2 separate regions of the Zea mays genome follow, and region 2 is linked to region 1. The links are chromatin contacts, called in public Hi-C maps. All regions are on one chromosome and are shown on one strand. The core of a region is the stretch at or near the end of the contact, and the rest is flanking DNA. Distances in the headings are between cores, read along the strand shown. Region 1 holds the start of LOC100383847. Region 2 holds the start of LOC118473578.

The links. A called contact is a pair of places that touch in the nucleus more often than the background predicts.
Region 2: a Hi-C map of root tip shows a contact between it and region 1, with 7 times the contacts expected there. The contact joins the promoter of LOC118473578 here to the promoter of LOC100383847 in region 1. A contact is called at or near these places in 3 of 25 Hi-C or Micro-C datasets (bundle sheath, ear and root tip).

The regions. Positions count from the first base shown.
Region 1 is chr10:112,178,331-112,184,551 of Zm-B73-REFERENCE-NAM-5.0, reverse strand. LOC100383847 reads right to left here and starts at 3,036. Exons shown (of 9, transcript NM_001362165.1): 1 at 2,770-3,036; 2 at 666-2,336; 3 at 109-335. The coding sequence starts at 2,228.
Region 2 is chr10:112,576,548-112,582,654 of Zm-B73-REFERENCE-NAM-5.0, reverse strand. It overlaps LOC118473578, which reads right to left and starts at 4,851. Exons shown (of 1, transcript XM_035963461.1): 1 at 3,987-4,851. The coding sequence starts at 4,669. The coding sequence ends at 4,085. It overlaps LOC100277718, which reads right to left and starts at 6,068. Exons shown (of 10, transcript NM_001151214.2): 1 at 5,852-6,068; 2 at 5,648-5,719. The coding sequence starts at 5,917. It also overlaps the pseudogene LOC111590279.

The DNA of each region.
Region 1 (6,221 bases), core at 1,787-4,286:
AATGCATTAAATAAAGCGGCAAAGCGCAACTGATTTTTTTCAGATCAAGATCACTTAAAATGTGAAGAAACGCAGAAACAGCTAAACTAGATGGGAAGATCTATTTACCCGGTGTTTCGGATACGCGAAATCTGCTCTGGTGACTTGAACCCAGTCCAGTAAGCTGAAAGCCAGTCCCTCTTGTTGGGAACATAGTCTTTGCTGTTCTGAAATTCCTCATTAAGTATAGTGCTGACCTTTTTGTTTAACCTATCAATATCTTCCTTTGAGATCTTCCCAGACTCTAACAACTTCCTTTGATAAATCTCTAGCGCACTTGGATGGTTCCTAATCACCTGAAGCAAACAGAAATCAACTTTCCAAATATGATGGGCACAATTACACATCTGACAGTGACAAATAATACGGAAACTACACCAAATTTGATTGTTCAGAATCAATGTTGATTTCAGACTTTTAAGAATTCTTATTATTATTATGATATCAAAAGATACAAAATGTGCTCATATTTTTTCTGCCGTTCAGAATTTAACTAGATGGAGTACTGAAGACATCACTGCTCAAATGGTACAGAAAGAATCAGGATAGAAATGAATATGTGGAGACAAAAGGGCGTATAAGTTTGTGCCAAATCTTGACAACAAAGTGAAACAAAGAGTGTGTACCTTGTACATCTTAGGTTGGGTGAAGGACGGCTCATCAATTTCATTATGGCCAAATCGCCGGTAGCATACAATGTCCACCACTACATCTGAATGAAATGTCTGACGCCATTCTGCGGCGAGCTCACAGACATGAACAACAGCCTCCAAATCATCACCGTTAACATGGAAAATAGGAGCATCCAATGCTTTTGCTACATCTGTGCAATATTGTGAGGATCTCCCTGACCTTGGATCAGTAGTGAAAGCAACCTGATTATTGACCACGATATGTATTGTCCCACCAGTGGTGTAGTTTTCAAGGGCACTGAGATGCAGCGTCTCATACACAACGCCCTGCCCTGAGAAACTACCATCACCATGCAGCAACACTCCCAAATTCTTGGTCCTGTCACGGTCATTAGAATAGTACTGCTTCGCTCTTGTTTTCCCAGCAACAACAGGATCAACTGCTTCCAAATGACTCGGGTTTGCAACCAGTGACAGATGGATATGTTTCCCACCCCTGGTAGGCCTATCATATGAAGTTCCAAGATGGTACTTGACATCACCAGTCCCTGTATACAACCCCTCGCCTTCATTGACAGGCTTGGTGCCACCACTGAACTCGCTAAATATCTGTCGCAAGGGCTTCCTCACAACATTTCCCAAGACATTTAACCTGCCTCTGTGTGGCATCCCAATGACAATACTCTCTACACCAAGATGAGCTGCCCTGTCAAACATCTCCTTCATGCCAGGGATCAGAGTCTCAGCACCTTCAAGACCGAACCGTTTTGCAGTTGTCCACTTGGTCGCCAAGAAACTCTCAAACTGTGTGCTCCAGATAAGCCTATCAAGCATGACCTGACGACGGTCATAAGTGTAATCCATTGGGTTAACTGTCTCAATCCTATCCCTGAGCCAGTTGCACTTCTCCCTGTCAGGTATGTGCATGTACTCATACCCAATGGTACCGCAATAGGCCTGCTCGAGCCGCTCCAGCACCGAGCGCAGCGTCTGCACTGGCCGGTTTTCAGACAAGAACCCAGCCATCATCCACACCCCAAGAAAGAACTCGCGGTCTAAGTCCGCCTCAGAGAACCCATAGAACGCCGGGTCCAACACATCCGGGACCGGACGCTCCTCAAGCCCGAGCGGGTCGAGCTTGGCTTTCAGGTGGCCGCTCACCTGGTATGCCCTGACGAGCAGCAGCAGCCTCATGCTCTCCTGGATGGTCTGCCCAGAGAGGCCGGGTGAGGTGGTGGCAGCCTGGCCGACGAAGTTGCGGAAAAAGTTGTCCCAGGACTCATCGACAGAGCTGGGGTCGGCCTCCCAGGCCCGCTGCAGCTCCTCGAGGTAGACGCTGCTGGTCCCATCAAGGAAGCTGTCGGTGAGGCGCGAGAGCGGCACAGCACGGGGCGTGGGCGCAGCGAACCGGCGCGGGCAGGTGGAGTGGAAGTAGCGCGCCGGCGCGGCACCTGGGACGGCGCCACCGCCGGCGGCAAAGGGGCTTGCCGCGGCGCGCAAGAGGTTCCTTCGCAGAGCCAAACGGGCCAGGCCGGACGCCGCCCGGAACAGCCCCATTTTCAGATCAAGGTCGATTCGCCAAAGTCAACCGCGAAGGGGATGTGTCTAGTCTGTGGGATTGCGGAATCTAGCCTCCCATCAGCCGCCGATCGATCCCACGTCCCCCTGCACAAGAACAGGAGATTGGTTAGGTTCTCCCTAGAGAGCAGCAGGAACAACAACAACAAATTAGGCAACGAAATTCCAGTGCAAGGGAACTGATTTAAATTAGGCACCGAAATTTCAGGGGAATGGAACTGAATTTTGCATGTATCGCGGCTGGGCTTCCCAAATAGAACTAAATCTCGAACAATTACGCACCGCGCGGATCACTAATGACAGCAAAACTGGCCTGCCAGTCCCCATCCGAGATCGGTCACTCCGTACAGGGCACTGAGGCACGCGATTTCTTCCCATGACACCAGAGACTAAGAACAAGCACTACGCAGATTCCGCAGCAAACAATCGATCCAATCAAACAAGAGAAAACCGCGTGACAGAATCAGGCACGGAGGGACCGAATCAGGCACGAAGGGAGCAACGAGCGGGCGGGGCTTACCAGTGAGTGGGCTACTCGTCAGCCGGTGCGGAGGATCGGAGGAGTAGAAGCCGGGAAGGGTCTCGCGCCGCGCCGCCGCGCTCCGGTGGTTCGGAAAAGGAGGATGGGGACGGGTACGCTTCGAGGGCCGTCTCCCCCGCCCGTGGTGATGTTGATGATGATAAGAGGGCAAAGGTGCGCGGCGTTGGCCTGGGTCCCCCCCTTGCTCCCTCCCACTACCGGTGGCGATGCCGATTGCCGATGGCGAGGGCGATAGATCCGGAGATGGGATGGGGTGAGAGGAAAAGGTGGACTGGCGGTGGGCCCTGACGACAGTGTCACGGTTTCAAACGGACTGGCCCACAAACTCCCACCTGGGTGGCAAGAGATGCGCAGCGCCCGCAGCACCGGAAATGTCTGCGGCCGAGCTTTTTGCTGTGGGCAGCGCTTGTTTCCAACTATTTACCGCGTGAGGCAACAAAACACAACGAAGTCACGGCTGCTCACGGCACATGACAATTCTGCTCCTAGGCTGTCTCCAATAACCAGGGTTTTCTATCTTTTTTTAAGGCATGTTTGGTTCGCGTCTAACTGTGCCACACTTTACCTAAGGTTCGTCCGAATTGAAAAACTAACCTTAGGTAAAATGTGGGAAGTTAGGTAGTAAACCAAACAGGCCTTTAACCTAATTCTGCCTGTTTTCGAAAACGAAAAATAACTGAATTTTGCTCGAATTTCGCATTTCCTGAACAGTTTACGTTTCTCAACCAAATTTCGTCTTTTTTGACCGAGAAACGTATTTTAGTTAAAAAAATTAAAATTTTGACAAGACTTATCTGTATTTTATTCAAATCATGTTGCACAATAAATAACAATATTATCAGGTACCCAAGAATCGGGAGTCCAAAGTAGGCTCAAGATTCTCGACAAACACTTGTTGACCAAGTCTCTATCAAGCAACCCTGCGAGGTGGAACGACCAACCAAATCTCTATCGAGCAACCCTGCGGGGCGAAGCGAGCGACCAAGTCTCTGTCGAGCAATCCTACCCTACGAGGCTGAAGTACCGACCAAGTGTATGTCGAGCAACCCTGCGAGGTGGAGGTGTCGACCAAATCCTTACCAAGCAGCTCAGCGAGGCGGAGACCCCAATCCGGTACTGTTGACCCACGTCAGCCACGATAAGACATGGTATTAACAAACTACATGTGACGCGGCATTACCAAAGGGGTGTCGGGAAGTATCTATCAACGTGACGGTACGTCACCGCATACGGTCTCTGCTTGGTGGGATCGGATGACCACCAGTCCTAGGGAACCTAAGCATCGGCGTTGCCATAGTAACATGCATATCGAGTAGGACACATCAATACATCATATCGAGTGTACGATTAAGCACGCTAGGAGGATGACACATGGTTAAATGACAAAAGGCAGGGTCACAACGCGCACGACACCAAGACTTGCCCTGTCTCTGCCTTGTGGGGACCAACGGGCGTCGCTTCAGGGACCCGTGTAGAAGACGGTACGCCATGACTGGTGAACAACTACGCACGATCCCGAAGACAACGTCAGGAAGGCTACGCCGAGGCAATTAAAGACAACACTACTACAAATTGTGTCCTTACTAGTAGAAAACAAGTCATCTGTATAAAGCCCTACCCTTGAACTATAAAAGGGCAAGACCCCCTCCTTCCCACACATGCATCAGCTTTAACACATCTCTCAAAGCAATAATACGATCAGCACTACACTGGACTAGGGTGAAAGCCTTAACTAGTATAACCCTCTATCTCGACCCTCTCTCTGAGTCCCTAGCGATTCACCATCCAGAGTGAATCTGTGTTAACATCCCCTCCCGAACACAAATTATATTGTCCCACTGGTTCTAAAAGCACGACAAATATATTCACAAATAGTTTGATGCCCAAAATCGCATAAACCATACTTACACAAATAGAAACACACAAATTGAATGCAAAAGCAATAGAAGGTTACAATCGTGTCATACAACGATACAAGTACATATAAAGTTTTTTTATAATATAATTCTTTACATATTCAATTGGATTCATATTATTCATGCATGTTTGAACCTTCCGGGTATGAGCTCACTCCGTATTCATGACCCTATACAAAGTTATAAAATAACATTAACTAGATAATATAAATGGAAAACAAGTAGTAAACGACAAAAACAAAAGTAACACACCTCGTAGCATGTATAATTATATCCATCCATCTCTGTGAGTCTGTAAAATACAGAAGATAGTGCCTCGGGTACTGTTGGATGCGAATATATGTATGGTGGTGGTAGAGGAGGTGGTTGGTCATGCCCATACATGAGCAATGGTTGTAGTTCACCTCGTAATCCTTGACATATGTAAGGGTGTAGGTTTTGGTCATGTCGAGACAGATAGTTGTAACTAGAGCTAACTAAGTTGTGGCTGCAAACTGAATGATGTCGTTGTGACTTAGGTGCTCCATATCTTGAATCTTAGGAAAGCGAGAAATCTCGCCACCTGCCCGACGCGCGTGTGACTTGCCTGAGCTACCGGAACTCGGTCGTTTCTCAGTGAGAAACGCACCAAAACCGTTGGATTTCAGCTTTTTGAGAGGGATAGTAGAGCATAAAGTGGAGCAAAGAGAGTGGAGTCGTGGAGGGTCCGACAAGAGCATATATCCATTTTTAACGGTTTTGGGTTTTGGTTAACGGGTCCAGACGAAACTAAATATTGTTTTCATGCCAAAAGATGAATATTTGAACTTCAAATATAGTTTTGAACTTATGGGACATCCTAGTTTTTTATAGAAATTTTCTAGTTTTTTATTTAAAATTTAAAATCTTCATCCAAATTTTTCAAAAAACGTCAACGAATTTCGAAACCGCCTAATAGTGACAACGGGAAATTTGGCAAGTTTCAGTAAATGTTGCTCGAAATTTTGATCCCTATCTCCAATAGACCGCCTCTCAAAGCAATAATACGATCATCACTACACTGGACTAGGGCGAAATCCTTAACCAATATAACCCTCTATCTCGACCCTCTATCTGAGTCCCCAGCGATTCACCATTCGGAGTGAGTCTGCGCTAGCATCCCCTCCCGGACACAAATTCTATTGTCCTACTGGCTTCTAAAACCACGACAAATAGATTCGCAAATAGTTTGACGCCCAAAATCACATAAACCATACTTACACAAATAGAAACCCACAAATTGAGTGCAACACAAAGCAATAGAAGGTTACAATCGTGTCATACAACGATAAAAAGTACATATAAAGTTTTCTATAATATAATTTTTACACAAATTATGTATGGACCATATATTCAACTGGATTCATAGTATTCATGCAGGTTTGAACCTTCCGAGTATGAGCTCATTCCATATTCATGACCCTATACAAAGTTATAAAATAACATTAACTAGATAATATGAATGGAAAACAAGTAGTAAACGACAAAACAAAAGTA
Region 2 (6,107 bases), core at 3,602-6,101, 400 kb before region 1:
GGATCCACCTAGCGCAGCACGGCCGTGGCTACCAGATCTCACGGCCTCCGCTTCTCCTTTCTTTTATGCAGGCGCCGGCGGGGAGAGGGAGCTGCCGAGCAACGGGTCGCCGCCGGTGGTGGATGATGCCGGCGTCCAGGTTGCGGCCGTACTACAGAAGGGTCGTTCCGGACGATTCAGCACAGCAAGATCCGCACGCGCAGGGCCTCCGCGACTGCCGGATGCGGCTCTCGGTCGGGGTCGCGCGAGAGTTCTTGGCGCTGCAGGACCGCCTCGGGTTCGACAAGGCCAGCAAGACCCTGAACTGGCTCCTCGCCCAGTCCAAGCCGCCCATCGACTGCCTCGTCGACGCCGCCGACCAGGTGGCTGTAGTCACTGGAGGACGACCGACGCTGATGAAGGGGAGAGAGCAGGGGAGCAACTCAAGCACTTGTTGTTTGACAGACTCGAGGTAGGAGCTAGCCACGGAAAGGGAAGAAGCAGAGGCAGTGACAACGGTTTTGATTGGCCACCGCCTCTTATTGAAGAACACAGCTGCGGCGAGCTGGGATGGATCAAGCACTTGCGTGAGAGTTCTTCGCGCAGAGCTGGAGTGCTACTTCCAGTATTGCTTGCAGCTCGAGGAGTTGATGAGATGCAACGGCAAAATGCCAAGGTGATTTCTTGTATGCTATGCAAACATGCATAAAACATTGTATATAGGTGATTCCCATTACGTAATTAGGCTATATGGTTCGTTGCTAGCTACATAGTACAAATAAATCAACTGGGTTCTCTATAAATCAATAGTCATGAGCCTGGGGTTGTGTTATCCACTTTTGGTTAATGACAAGTAATAATCTTATCATAATTAGCTAGTGTTGTTTGTCAATTTTTCATATATACTCGTGCTAATGATATTTGTTGCTTCATTCTTTACAATTATGAGACATTTTATATTTATATATATATATATATTTTGGTTATGCATATATATTGGTTTTTAGTGTATATATATTATTTAAGTACATAACATTAAAAACCAAAACATCTTTGAGTTTTTCTTTGGCATATGCTATCACTTTAGAACTGTAATTAACCAGTGCTTACTGCTTTCAGGTTCTCTTTCCAGATCACAATTTAATTATTTAATTTTTTGTTTATTTTTTTTATCATTTAAAGATTCTAGGAGTTGGGAAGACCACTTCTCAACAAGAAATAAAGAAGGCGTATCACAAATTGGCTCTGCGCCTCCACCCAGATAAGAATCTTGGGGATGAGGTAGTATCTCAACCATAAACATGAATGTTTTTTTACCTTTCAGACTCAAGCAATATTTTTATGGATCTTCCTTTTTCATCTAGGCATTGGTGGGAGAAGCAGCAAACGATCTTCAGGAGTACTTCAGAACAATGTACAAGAAAATATGGTTGCTTCTATATTAATTGTAGGCTGATGTTGTCTATTAATTTACAATGATATTTTTTAGGGAAATACAGTAGCGAGAACTCTGTTGTGGCATAAAACTAGCTCTGTTGCTCTGTCTCTAAAAGAATACCCTTTTGGCTTGTTCAGATGTATAGCCAGAGTGACAGTATTTTGGGGACAGGTTGTATATTTTTATATATAATGGTACTTAATTTAATCTTTATTCCCAGGTCACCGAGGCTGACAATGAAGAATTTGAAGCTAAATATAGAGGGTCAGATTATGAGAAAACAGACTTGAAGGACCTCTACACAAAATATAAGGGCAACATGAATAGGAATAATTATCTCTTATATCATATTGTAAAATCTGAAACAGTTCTCCTGTAGATGGTTAGCTTGCATTTTACACTACAATTAGCTCAGATCACTTCTTGTTGTATCTTACACCAATTTACGACATTTCTTGATGTGTTTTATGACAACCTCATGCGCTGAGAGATACATTCGGTCTACATTCGTTATTATGAAATAGATGAATGATTTACGCTAAAATTCATACTCATTTACGTTGTTTTGGTTCACGATTTACACTTAAATCCGTCCGAGCCAGAACCCGCGCACGACCGATGGCGCGCGATTTTCACGCCGTAAATTTGGTATACGAAACAGGTATACGATTTACGCTAAATTGTGTACTCATTTACGCTGTTTTAGCTCACGTTTTACGCTAAAATCTATTTGAGCAAAACCCGCGCACGAACGGACGCACACGATTATTACACCGTAATTTCGGGACCCATTTACGGTTACGAAACAGATATAAGATTTACGCTAAATTTCGTACTCATTTACGCTGTTTTGGTTCATGTTTTACGCTAAAATCTGTCCGAGTCAGAACCCGATCACGATGGGACGTGCGAGATTTTTACGCCGTAATTTTCGGGCCGCATTCGCCGTTTCAAAACAGATCTACGATTTACGCTAAAATTCGTAATCATTTACGCTGTTTTTGTTCACGTTTTACGCTAAAATATGTCCAAGTAAGAACTCATGCCCGGTGGGACGCATGCTGGTACGAGACGTGGCTATACCTGGCTGGGGCTTCCTGGTACTAATGGAAGCCCAGGGCTTCCATTACCTCGTCCCTATATATATATTTGTATATATATATATAATTGAATAATTGACGTATAAAATTATTATGTTGTTTTAAAGTTTATAAGATGACAAATGTAAAATATAGCCAAAAGTACTTAGTTGTTATCTGATATTATTAAAAATATCTTCTAACATTTTGTGATACAAAGTCATCGATTATATTATTGAGATCAATCTTATCCAACAATTTCTTTTCGTCACATAGAATCGCCAAGACATTTAACTTCTCTTGAGTTATTGTTGACCTTAAATAGTTCACAAAAATATTTCAATTTTAAAAACCTTTCTCCACCGATGCAACCACCATGTTACTCTCTTTATATCAAAATAGAATTCGTTTTGCTTCTTTATTGGATTCATTATTATTTAGTTGAATATAAACATAAAAATTAAGAGATAAAACAAATACTATTTTAGAACAGATGAAGTATTCGATAAATAATTGAGACATTAATTTAACAATCTAAACGAGACTAGTCGATAGCATATCGCTTTTTACATATTTGTGTATAGGATAGATAGATTTAACAGGAAAAAGTGCTAGCGTCCAATGGCTAGGGGGGCCTCTGTTTTTGGGACCCCTCAGATACGGCCCTGCCTCGCAGATTGAGCTGCACAATGTAATCGGCTGCGATACCATCTGTCACACCCCGGTGGTGATGACCGAGACGTGAGGAAATGGAGAAACTCACCTGGAACGTGCCTTGGTGATGAAGACAACGTGAACGAGTCTGTTTTCTGATTTCTCCCCGATGCCTCTTCTGCGTAGGGCTTCTTTTATGCCTTCTCTCCCAAAATCACATATTAGTCCCCCTACTCTATAGACCAATACAAGCTGCATATGTTATTGGGTTACTGTAGGTGTTACAAAGTCCTTGGGTTGTTGAATTGACCAGAATCCAACAAAATAGCAGCAGCGGCGGTATGAGCCTGCGCCCTGGAAGCAGTTGCACGCCCACTCCATTCCGACCATGAAGCGGAATATGCATGGCTTATAAATTAGAGCTGCCTACATCCAGTTTTCCATGTTTCGCAGCTGAAGAAGGTTGTGCCGCCGTTAGTTTCTGTTGCTCAGCTACCTAATCATATGGATGGACTGCAAATTCCTGAACGCATCTTGCAGTGCCGTGGGGGTCCAGAGGGTGTATCTCAGGTCCTCGTGCAGTGGTCAGGTATGCCTCCCGCCTCCGTCCTTAGCCACTTGGGAAGATCTCATTGCCCTTTGACAGTCGTTTCCGCAGGCTCCTGCTTGGGACAAGCAGCTTCTTGTCATGGGGGAATGTCAGCATCAATGCGTCGTCAGAACATGAAGTGAACATGTCTTCTTCAGATCAGTTCAGGAGCCGATGACTGCGGAGCTGAGCGCTGAGCCGAGATGATATTTGGACTTATGACCGTTTTATGGTGGGGGTGGGGCGGTGAGGAATCAACACAGCCGTATGACATTACTTTTTCGTGAATCAAGTCGAGTCTCATACATTGCAGAATGCCACAGTACACCACACATGTCGGATCCACTATTCACATGATGAGGTCGTCTTACACCGTTCGCTCTGTTCTGGCCTCACAGAGCAGTATTGGCATGTGATACAAACACGCCCACAATGGCGCAAAGCCAGTAGCAGAGGAACGCAGAAGCGAGTCTCGCAACCGCATGCGCTGCCACGCCTCCGGGGGCCGCCAAGGGTGGCCACGAGCGCCCTGCGCCGGCCGTGGCCGTGGCCATTCGCCATGGTCGCTGCTGCCGCTGTCGCTGTCGCGGGCAGCACCACGAGAAGGCCTCGTGGGACCGCTTCCACGTAATGCCGCCGGCGGTCTGCTACAACGTGGTGCATCTGCATTCTGCTCTGCATATGTGATGTGCCGCGCGCGCGCGTTTTGCCGTTTGCCGGTGGTGGGTGTGGGCTTGTGCGTGAGGCGTCCGAGGGTCGGCGGGTTGGACAGGTTCGCGTTGCATCGGAGTCGGCGGGTTGGACAGGCGTCTCTTCGTTTGTTTCGTATATACTTTTGGCCAACTGATCGCTGCGAAACTGCTCGTCAGTCTGGGTTGGGCCTTTTCTGCGGGGGAAGAAAGCCCACGAAGGGGGTCGTGGTTGCTGCATGTATTCTGGCCCAGTATGCCGCTGACATGGACGGACCTCGCTAATACTCCCTTCCCTCGTGAAAGGAGGAACGTGATATTCTTTCTTTTTTTCTCTTTTTGCAACGTCCAGGAGAATGGATTTAGCAACAAGAGAAGTCCAGGAGTATAGATTGGTCTCTTCTTGGTCTCCGACCCTCTGATTTCCCTATCGTTTGACTTGAAACAGGAGTAGGTTAGATGTGAAAAGGGACCAGCCTCACGGAGAACGTGCCATGACTCTGTCGGCCATTCTTGCCGTGGAGATAAGAGACCTGGTGTAATTCAGAGCATTTTCGGATTTTAATTACTCTGGTGCTGGGGTAGAGTTGTTTAAGTCGGTGCCTATGTTTGTAAACAATTTAGGTGGGACACTGAGGCTAAGAAGGTCTGTCCTGAACTGTGTCTGTGCAGCTTAATGCTCAAGGGTTTAGTTAACGGAAAACACTTATGCAAGGAGTATATAAGCTATTTCGGCTTATATAAGCGTAACACTTATCCTGAACTCGCCGTCGCCAGAGGAAAATCCATCCCCGCTTCCACGGGTCGGATTGGCGGGCGTGAAGACCTGGAGTATATAAGCTAGAAATGGGGGGAGGAGAGATGGCATGAGATGTAGTAAGCAGAATATTCCTCTTCTTCTTGTTCCTCACGTCTCCTACTCCGTTCTTCCCAATTCCCTCCCTGCTGTACTCCGCTACTACGAACTCTGCTACTACTACCTGGTTGAATCGTAACATGTAGTTAGTGGAAGGATTTCAGGTTTGGGGTAGAGTAGGTTGACCGCTGCAGTGTGTGCGATTTCACATCAGACGTACGAAAAATGCGCCCACCAATCCATCTATCAAGAGCACGGGCACAACTCATTCGGCCGCCGATGGTCAGAAACTCTGAAACGAATGGGCTCCAGGGCAACCTCAAGTGCACATGAATGCGGCATTTCTGAAGTTCTCTGACTGACCTCGAGTAAGAAGTCGGCGTCGCCACGCAGCGTGGGTTCCTGGCCTGGGAAGTACGGGTACTCCTCCTTGGCCTGCACGGATAGGGTTGGAGTCACCGGTAAAAAAAAAAAAAACAACCCCAGAAGGATTACTGAACTCCCCCGCGGGCCGCCAGGAGCCCAGGACGCGGAAACTGGGCTCGCGCGCGTTGCCTGCTTACGCACCTGCTGTGGCGTGGCCCAGACGTGCAGGTGGGAGTCGATGACCTTGCAGGAGGAAGAAGCGGCCATGGCGGCGGCAATGGTGGTGGTGGCGGTGGAGAGGAGCAGCCGCCTCCTTGTTGCTGTGGTCGCGAAGGAGAGGATGTCGCGAGAGGCGGTAGTGGCGCGGGGGCACAGGAACCTGCACGGGGCAACCACTGGTGATGATGACGATAAAGCCATAGAGTGTCTGCTGCCGAGTACTGCGCTCCACGTTTTT